Linked DNA regions of Mus musculus: region 2 is linked to region 1. The links are chromatin contacts, called in public Hi-C maps. All regions are on one chromosome and are shown on one strand. Each heading gives the region's core, a stretch centred on a gene start, on an enhancer-like site or on the middle of the called end of the contact. The rest is flanking DNA. Distances are from core to core; before and after follow the strand shown. Region 1 holds the start of Prrg4 (proline rich Gla (G-carboxyglutamic acid) 4 (transmembrane)). Region 2 overlaps Wt1os (Wilms tumor 1 homolog, opposite strand).

What was found. Hi-C and Micro-C count contacts between places; a contact is called where the count stands out from the background.
Region 2: a contact with region 1 is called in a Hi-C map of uterus, with 2.7 times the contacts expected there. The contact joins the enhancer-like site here to the promoter of Prrg4 in region 1. A contact is called at or near these places in 1 of 39 promoter capture datasets (the 3T3-L1 cell line), 2 of 484 Hi-C or Micro-C datasets (pancreatic cancer cells and uterus) and 1 of 115 datasets of contacts at active chromatin or transcription factors (embryonic stem cells).

What each region holds. Positions count from the first base shown.
Region 1 is chr2:104,848,493-104,852,873 of GRCm38.p6, forward strand. Prrg4 (proline rich Gla (G-carboxyglutamic acid) 4 (transmembrane)) reads right to left here and starts at 1,358. Exons shown (of 6, transcript NM_178695.5): 1 at 1,054-1,358; 2 at 584-708. The coding sequence starts at 686.
Region 2 is chr2:105,094,897-105,098,869 of GRCm38.p6, forward strand. The region is part of intron 3 of Wt1os (Wilms tumor 1 homolog, opposite strand); the gene reads right to left. Among named protein-coding and RNA genes, the nearest start is that of Wt1os, 30 kb to the right of the region's middle. Within about 2 kb of position 2,650, at least 15 of the 459 cell types and tissues checked have an H3K27ac peak or open chromatin away from gene starts, as enhancers often do. A contact at or near this core is called in uterus, where this site is marked.

The sequences.
Region 1 (4,381 bases), core at 108-2,607:
TGTGACCTGTAACCGAAAATCCTGGGCCAGCAAACTACACTTAATCTCTCAAGCATCTGCCTTTATCTACACAACGTTTGGAACAATGACCAGAAGGGTCATCCTACCTTCCAGCCCTTGCTCTGGATCTCACAAATCCAGACTAGGGGACAGGATGTGGCTCAGCGGTAGAGCACTTGTCTATATGGGGACTCCCAGCGGTGCACAAACAAGTCCTGACAAGAGTCTGGCCTCCCTGTCAGTCTTCCAAGAAGCAGCCTTCCTCTTTATAACTAACACACAGCTTCATCTAGGAAACGACAACTCACTGACTTTCGGACTTCGAAAAAGGCTTTCAATTTAGTCAACCACAAACCAGGTGTTAAACATCTGTTTACTAAGGGAGATACGTTTGTACATATTATAGTTAAAAACCCACAACTCTAAACAAGAAAGCCACAAATTAAAACATAGGATATGCTGTTGCACTGTGGTTCACGGGGGCGTGTAATTCCCCCTACCACACTTTGGCTTGAGATCTACACAGTAGACCGCAACTGGTTTCAGAAGTGTTTTCCCCCAATCGGCAGCCATGCTTGCTTACCTTCTTCTGGGGCATGTTCGGAATCCTTTAGGCTTCTGATACAATGAGGAACTGCGAGGGTAAGTCTGGGCAGCTGGCTGAGTACGATCAGAAGTGGAAACATAGTCTAGCAACTGTCAAACAAACTAAAACAAAAGTGACAACGACATTAAAAGAAAAGAAAAGAAGCAGGCCAAGTCTCAGCCTGTTGGGTTTTAGTCGGAACTGAGTCAACAACGACCTGTTGCACCCCACGGGTCGCTCTTAATCTATGGGACCCAAGGCGCTCCGGGCAGGTGGCACCTCCGGAGCGCCTGGGAACAAAAGGTACTCCCGGGAAGCTGCGGAGGAGAGTTCGGACACTGGCCCAGGCAGACGCGACTCTCGCCCACGCTGACAGGCAGCTAGGTGCTGGAATGCCACTGTCGAGACATCGTCTCTGGATGACTCTCCCACTCCTCCCCGCCCCGCCTCGCCGCTGGTCGCCGCACCTGTGTCCCCGGGCGCATGTTCCAGCAGCCCCTGGGCGGGAACCGAGTTATCCGCTTGGCCCGAGAGGTGGCCTGGCCCTGAGTCGCGGACGCCTCTGGATCTCGGCGACAGTCGGAGCCTAGCTCTTCGCGGCTCCAAGGCGACACCAGGACGCAAAAGAGGCGCCCAGGATCCGCGCAGGGGCGCTCGGGGAACGTGCGCCGCACGGGGCCCAGCTTGTGTGCTGGAGCCACTCCCACCGCTACCGGACGAGGAGGTCACCTGGCAGCGCTCCACCTCCCGCTCTCGGTCCCCAGCCCTTCTCGACTGAGACCCGGACGCTCACACTTTGGCGGCCTATCAGAGCGCCCTCCCGAGGTTACCTTCGGTCAGCTGTTCTCGCAGGGTGGTCCAGGGATGAGAACATAGCATTCATCCGAGAAAATATACTTTGTTAGTGATTTGCATTGTCACATGACCAAAAATCAATTAATAGCAATTACAAAGTTCTCAGATGTATTTCACCAGGTCTGGGTTGTCTACAAAAATACTTTCAAATATGTCCCCGAGTCAAAATTGTTTCCACGACAACAATGCAAGGTTTCACCTCTTTTACTTTCATTCTTTCCCTCCTTGGGTTTACAGTGGAAATTTCCAGAAGCTGTTTGACATGTGATGATATCATCACTCTGCTAACTAATAAGCCTCCAGTGGATGAATACTTGTGATGCTTAATATCTTCCATACTACTAGGTTAGTGTCGGTATGTAAATTTAAACAAAATGTGACAAATTGTGTTTGTTCTCAGAATATTTCTGCTTTTATTAGATATCTTTGGCCGTAGCTACCCATATACCCAGACAGCTAAAAAGTTCATCCTTCTTGAACAAATAATCTTAGATCTTGAACTTTTCGTTGAGTTTTTTTCTTTTTTCTTTTTTTTTTTTTGAAACAGCAAGAGCATAAGCACCCTTAATTGTCATGAGATGAAGTTAAATTTTGAAAATTTCTCTATTTAAAAATGTTGTGTGAGAGATATAATTAAAAATAATTCAAGAGGCCCAGAGCTCGAGGTGTGAGAAGATAGGAGAACAGTGTCTCACCACACTCTTCATGTCCAAACAGCATGCGCTGTTACTCTTGGGAACGCTATTTAAATTTTGCTCTTTGGCCAGAGTAGCCTGGAACTTCATACAGTTGAAACAGAGCACAGTGAAATGGCATTCCCACTCCTTTCTAGTCTCCAGTTAATTCACTTTTCACCAAATTTGTTTTCTTCCCTGAAAGGCTATTATCTATTTTATTCTGATTAATGGATTCAAGTAAGAATTTCCATATGTTTTGCAGACGTTGTTTTTGTTTCCTTCCAAACACTATCCATGCCCCACGCCCTAGAGGCTTAAGCGGTCTGGAAAATGGAGTCTGCTCTTTCACCTTACTTAAGCAGTGGAGATCAGACTGTGGAGAAGCTAGAAATACCTTATGGTTGAGCACAGGAATCGGAAGTATCTCTCAGGAGACCCATTCTCCTGCTCCCTCATTTAGACAACCTGTGGCTGGAAGCCCTGGGAAGAGAGGGATAAACACCATTTTGCTTTTGGGAGAACTGAGTCTTTCTGAGATCTGTATCTAACAATGTAGACTGTCAAGTTCTACTAGGGCAAGGGCAGATTTCGTTACTTCCTTTCCAGTACGCAGAAAAAGCCTCTCCTGGTTATTATATTCAGTACATTTTGTTAGGTGGCAGCTATTTATTGTTAAGTAGAAATGCTTCTCACTTTTATTTAGTGTGTGTGTGTGTGTGTGTGTGTGTGTGTGTGTGTGTGTGTTCAAGATAGGGTTTCTCTGTTAGCCCTGGCTGTTCATTATGCAGACCAGGCTGGCCTCTAACTCAGAGATCTGCCTGCCTCTGCCTCCAAAGTGCTGGGGTTAAAGACATGCACCAATACCACCCAGCCACACTATTTTTAAAAATAGCATTTTATTAATTCTTTGAGAATTTCATACTATGTATTTTGATCATATTCACCTCTCCTTCCCAATTCCTCCCATACCTATCCTCACCTCCCTCCCTACCTAACTTTGAGCCCCTCTCCCCAATCTAATCCAGTTTTCATTGTCCAACACCTGAGAGTCGGGCTTTTTCCTGCCCTATGAGGAGTCACAGGAGTCTTTAAAGGAAGCTGACAAACGCTAATTGCTTCTTCCATAGTGCTGGGCTTCTGTCTGGCTTGAGCTGTGGAAAGAAAGTCTTGTGCTTGCTGTCAGCTTCACACTGTTTTAGGGAGAGGCACATAGTGAGAGAAGCTCCCTGCAGTGAAGTCAGCAGATGGGAATCTGATAGCATTCCTTGGTAGAATGAGCCTACTCACATCGCTGGAAATTTGGGCGGAAACAAAGGAGGCTTTGTGTTCACATCAAATATGAGCATTTATAGACTGGCGGTGAGGTGAGGGGAGTCAGAAAAGACAAGATTGTTTCTCAGCGGTGGCTTACAAGCTACACATTCCCTTTTGATATGGGCCCTAAAATGGTATAGCACTTGGCAGGACACATACATGACCACTATGGAACTGAAAGATGTTCTGGGGTTGGGGGGGGGGGCAGGGAGGGGAAGAGAGAAGGAGAGAGTTAGTAGCAGACTCTTGATTTGTTCTGTTATTTACTTATTTTCTTCTGCATTTGATTTCTTATTTTATTATTATTTTTTATAATCACAACATCCTTACACTTTTATTTGTCCTAAAGTATTTTAAGTTCTCTTCCAGAAAGCATTTCTCTGCCATCAGTAGAGCTGGACCAGGTGCTCTAATTCTCATTTCACGCAGAAGGACATTGAAGCACGGCAAAGTGAACGCATAAGGAGCCAGGTTCCTGAGTCTTTCCAGTCCTGTCTCTGAATTATTAAGCAATGAAGGGCAATGGGTAAAGGATTGTTTAATTTCAAAGGTAATAAGAAAAAAAGGGCAAAATAGAGCAATGAGATTAATGGACTTGGATGATGTGTCAACGCATCTCTGGGTTTGAGCACATACACACCCACCCACTTACCTATGTGAATTCAAGAATGAAATGGGAACTGGCTCCTGTGTGGGCTTGGGGATGGACTCAAGGGCTGTGACGGAAGTGTTTGGGTGGTGGTCACGAAGCTCTTCCGTGTAAGGCTGACTGTAGTTCTGGAATAGGAGAGGAGCTGAACTTACATCTTGGTGACATTTAGCCTTGACATTTCAACAGCAACTGGCTGCTGTTTTAATTTATCCCAGTAAAATCAGTAAGCAGAGAAGAAATGACTCCTACTCCTCAATGTTAATTGTGTATCCGTGCGAAGGTATTTCTCGGAGTTAT
Region 2 (3,973 bases), core at 1,400-3,899, 250 kb after region 1:
TCAGTGAAAAAAAAAAGCAGACACAAATGGAGAGGCAGTATGCAGATCTGTGATCCGCAGGGACTAGGGCAGTGGCTCTCAATCTTCCTAATGCTGCAACCCTTTAATACAGTTCCTCATGTTGTAGTGACCCCCCCTCAACCATAAAATTATTTTTGTTGCTACTTCATAACTGTAATTTTGCTACCATTATGAATCATAATGTAAATATCTGTGTTTTCTGATGGTCTGATGGGTGACCCCAAAAGAGGTCACAGCCCACAGGTTAGACACAAAGGAAAATGAACAGAGCTTGGAAATGGGTTTAGGGTTTGCTTGAGTACGGTGAAAATGTTCTGAAATAATACAATAGTGAAGATGCAAATATGGGTAAAGGGTCTTTGCTACCAAGGCTGAGGATCTGAGTTCAATCCCAGTCATTTACATGAAAGAACAGAGTCCATTCCTGTAAGTTTTCTGACCTCTGCAAAAGCATGCACATAATCATAATAGAAAAAAACTTAAAGCAGTGGTTTATGTTATGTCAATCATGTCTTTGGGGGTGAGGATCGAAACCAGAAATTAAACAATAACTTCCAATATCTTAAAACAAATACCCAAAGGTTCTAAATTTTAAAAATAACAATTTTATATTTCTCTCCATCTTCTATAGTTTTCTACACAGCATAAATTACTCGTTCAAAAGGCTTTTTGTTTGAAAAGCATGAGCCACTCACAGGAAGTTGCAAAGATAGTAGGCCAGGTCCTAGTACTGGGTTTCCCCTCAGTGGTTATAATCTTACATTACTGTGTCCAAATGGAATCCAGGAAGTTGACATTGATACAATCAACGTTTGCTCTTCTAACCCCGAGAGACTTGTTAGAACTGAAACAAAGAGTCACAGCCATTTCTTCCCCAAGATGCTCGCTTTCCTGCCAGTCTTTAATTCACACCTCTACCTACCGATCCTAACCAATGGCAATCGCTCCATTTCTCCATCTCGGCCATGTTGCCATGTGTAGGCTGTTTATAATTAGGTAGGTAGAGTCATACAGTATTTGACTTTGCGATCCTCTGTTTCCAGCCAGCAGGATGTCCTGTGGCTATTAACACTGGTGGGCGGAGGGTTGTGTAGGTTATGAACTTTCTTTACTTGAGATAAAAGGCAAGAAATACGATTGCAGTCGTATCATGGACAGGGTACATGCTTAGTTTTTAAGAGAGTACCAAACTAGCTTCAGAGAGGATGGACCGTTTAAGGCAGTGGGTCTCAACCTTCCTAATGTGACCCTTTAATACAGTTCTTCATGTTGTGGTGACCTTCAACCATATAGTTATTTTTATTGCTACTTCATAACTGTAATTTTGCTGCTGTTATGAATCATAATGTAAATATTTGTGGCTTCTGCTGGGTCTTAGGTGACCCCAGTAAACAGATCATTCAGGAGGGGTCCTGACCCACGGGTTGAGAACCACTGATTTAGGCTCTCACTAGCAACACAGCTATGATCTAGCTCTTTGAATTCTCAGCATCTTTTGGGTGGGGGGGAAGAGTCACAATGACTTGATCTTGCTGGGTAACCTAGGCTGGCTTGGGGACCTCAATCCTCCTGTCTCAGCCTACCTACAACTGGACACCCCTATGTTTTTGCCTCCACTGTTCCAATAAGCTTTTCATTGGCTTAGTTTTTAATTTTGTATTTTCTCTCCTTCTAACTTTATATATAAAAATTTGAGAATTACATAAACACAAAATAGATTCTTGTCTTAGAATGTATGGTTTGCAGAGATTTTCCACAGCAGGTCATCTCATCAACTGCTCCTTTTAGCAAAGACTTTCTTGGGGAATTAAAAAAAAAATTGTGTAAAGTTAATTTTACCAATTGTTCCATGTGGGTTATGCTTTTGACATTGTCTAAGAACCCTCTTCTCCAAACTTAGATCCTGTAGATTTTCTATGACATTTTCTTTTAAAAGTTTTATACTTGGGCCAGGCAGTGGTGGCGCATGCCTTTAATCCCAGCACTTGAGAGGCAGATGCAGGCAGATCTCTGGGAGTTCGAGGCCATCCTGGTCTAAAGAGAGAGTTCTAGGACAGCCAGGACTACACAAGGAAACCTTGTCTTGAAAAAAAAAAGGTTTTATAGTCTTTATTGTGTGGATGGAAGGAGGGCACACATGCCATACCAACTGCATGGAAATCAGAGGGCAGCTTTGGGGAAGCAGTTCTCTCCTCCCACCGCGTGGGTTCCCGGGATGGCGCTCATGTTGTCCAGCTTGCGCTATAAATGCCTTTACCATCTGAGCTATCTCACCAGCCCCTATGAATTACTTTTTGAAAAGGCATTTTTTTTCCCTCTCTCTTCCTGAATATACAAGAGATGTGTGCACACTGCCGATCATTTGGAACATGAAAAGAAGTTTAAGGGGAAATTAAAATGTCCAGGCAACAACCTCTTGAAGCGTGTTTTGGTATTAGACTTCAATTTTAATAAAAATGTGACCTCTTTTTATAACAGACGACTGGAACCCTCCCACGGTGATTCGCACCAGGGAGAACCAGCCCAGTGCGGAAGGAGAGGTACCTTGCTCAGTGCTGAGCTCAGCTGGGGGAGTTGCCATTCAGACAAGACCGAGAACTACTGACCCTAACGGTAAACCCCGTGTTTATGAACTGCGGCAGTTAGTCACAGACCGTAATTACCGCACCAGATAAAGAAGCTATTTAAGAGAGCAGGTTGCTACGGCCGAAAAAGAAACAGAAAAGTCTTTTTGAAAATCACCAGCTTGTAACCAAGGAGAACGTCAGGTTTGAGGGCGGAATGGATTGGTGTGGGCCGCTGGCGTGGAGACAGAGGCTGACCCAGCACAAACCCAGCCAGGCCTTGGCTCCTTTCTGTTTAATTGCAGAACAACCTATCGAGGGTTCCTTTCCCTAGCCCTGGCCTTCCTACTGGTAACATCCTTCCATCCGACTCACTTCTGACTTCTGGGTGTACGGAACTCTGCCTTGGCCCCATACCTTGATCTGTCTGCATTCTTGGCCCGAGGGTGGCATCGTGGATGGGAGCTCTCTACACTTACAACAGAACAAGATGGTTTCTTCTTTGTTTGTTTGCTTGTTTTATTTAAGATGGTACCTTGACATGTAGCCCAGTCTAGCCTTGAATGAGTGCTAGAGTCATAGACATGGGTCACTAAGAATGCCTGGTTAGTAGGTTAGTGGGTCTGGGAACATGGCGCACTAGTAGAGCATGTGTGCAAAAGTTCATGGGACTCATCTCTGGGAAACAAACTAAAATTAAAATCAATCAATCAATCACTCAATCATAGGGCATTAGGAATCCATAGACATATCTCCTTAACTCTCATTATGCCTTCCAGATAGATAGTTGATAATAAGTGAAACTTGACAGAAATTCTTTTATGAAGTGAAGGAACACTTCTATATTTTTGTGTTTGTATTTCATGTTTATACCCCTTGGAACATCATTCAAATTTCTTGGCCATGTGTTTGCAAAGAACATCTTACTTTTAGGTACTGGGTAAGAAACACTGTTATATGTTAGATTTTGAAATATCAAGCAATTCCCCTGGATGATGACAGGCAAGTAAAAGTTCCATACATATTTGGATACAAAGTTAATTATATAATGAACAGTCACAACCAAAATATTGGTCAAGAGAGCATTGGTTAACTGAGAAGGCAGGACCATTAAATATTATCAATGGACAGGAATATGGTGCCATACACCTGCAATCCCAGCACTCAGGGGACCGAGGCAGGAGGATTTCTACAACTTAAGGCCAGCCTGAGCTACAGAGTTAGACTCTGTCTGAAGAAAACAGTAAATGAGCAAATGAACAAATAACCAAAATATTAGCAGTGGTAATCTATGAGATTAAATTATGTCAAACATTTCCCCTGAACTATTTACATTTTATTTCATTAAGCTTATATTTCATAATAATCAGGAAGAAAAACCAATTCCT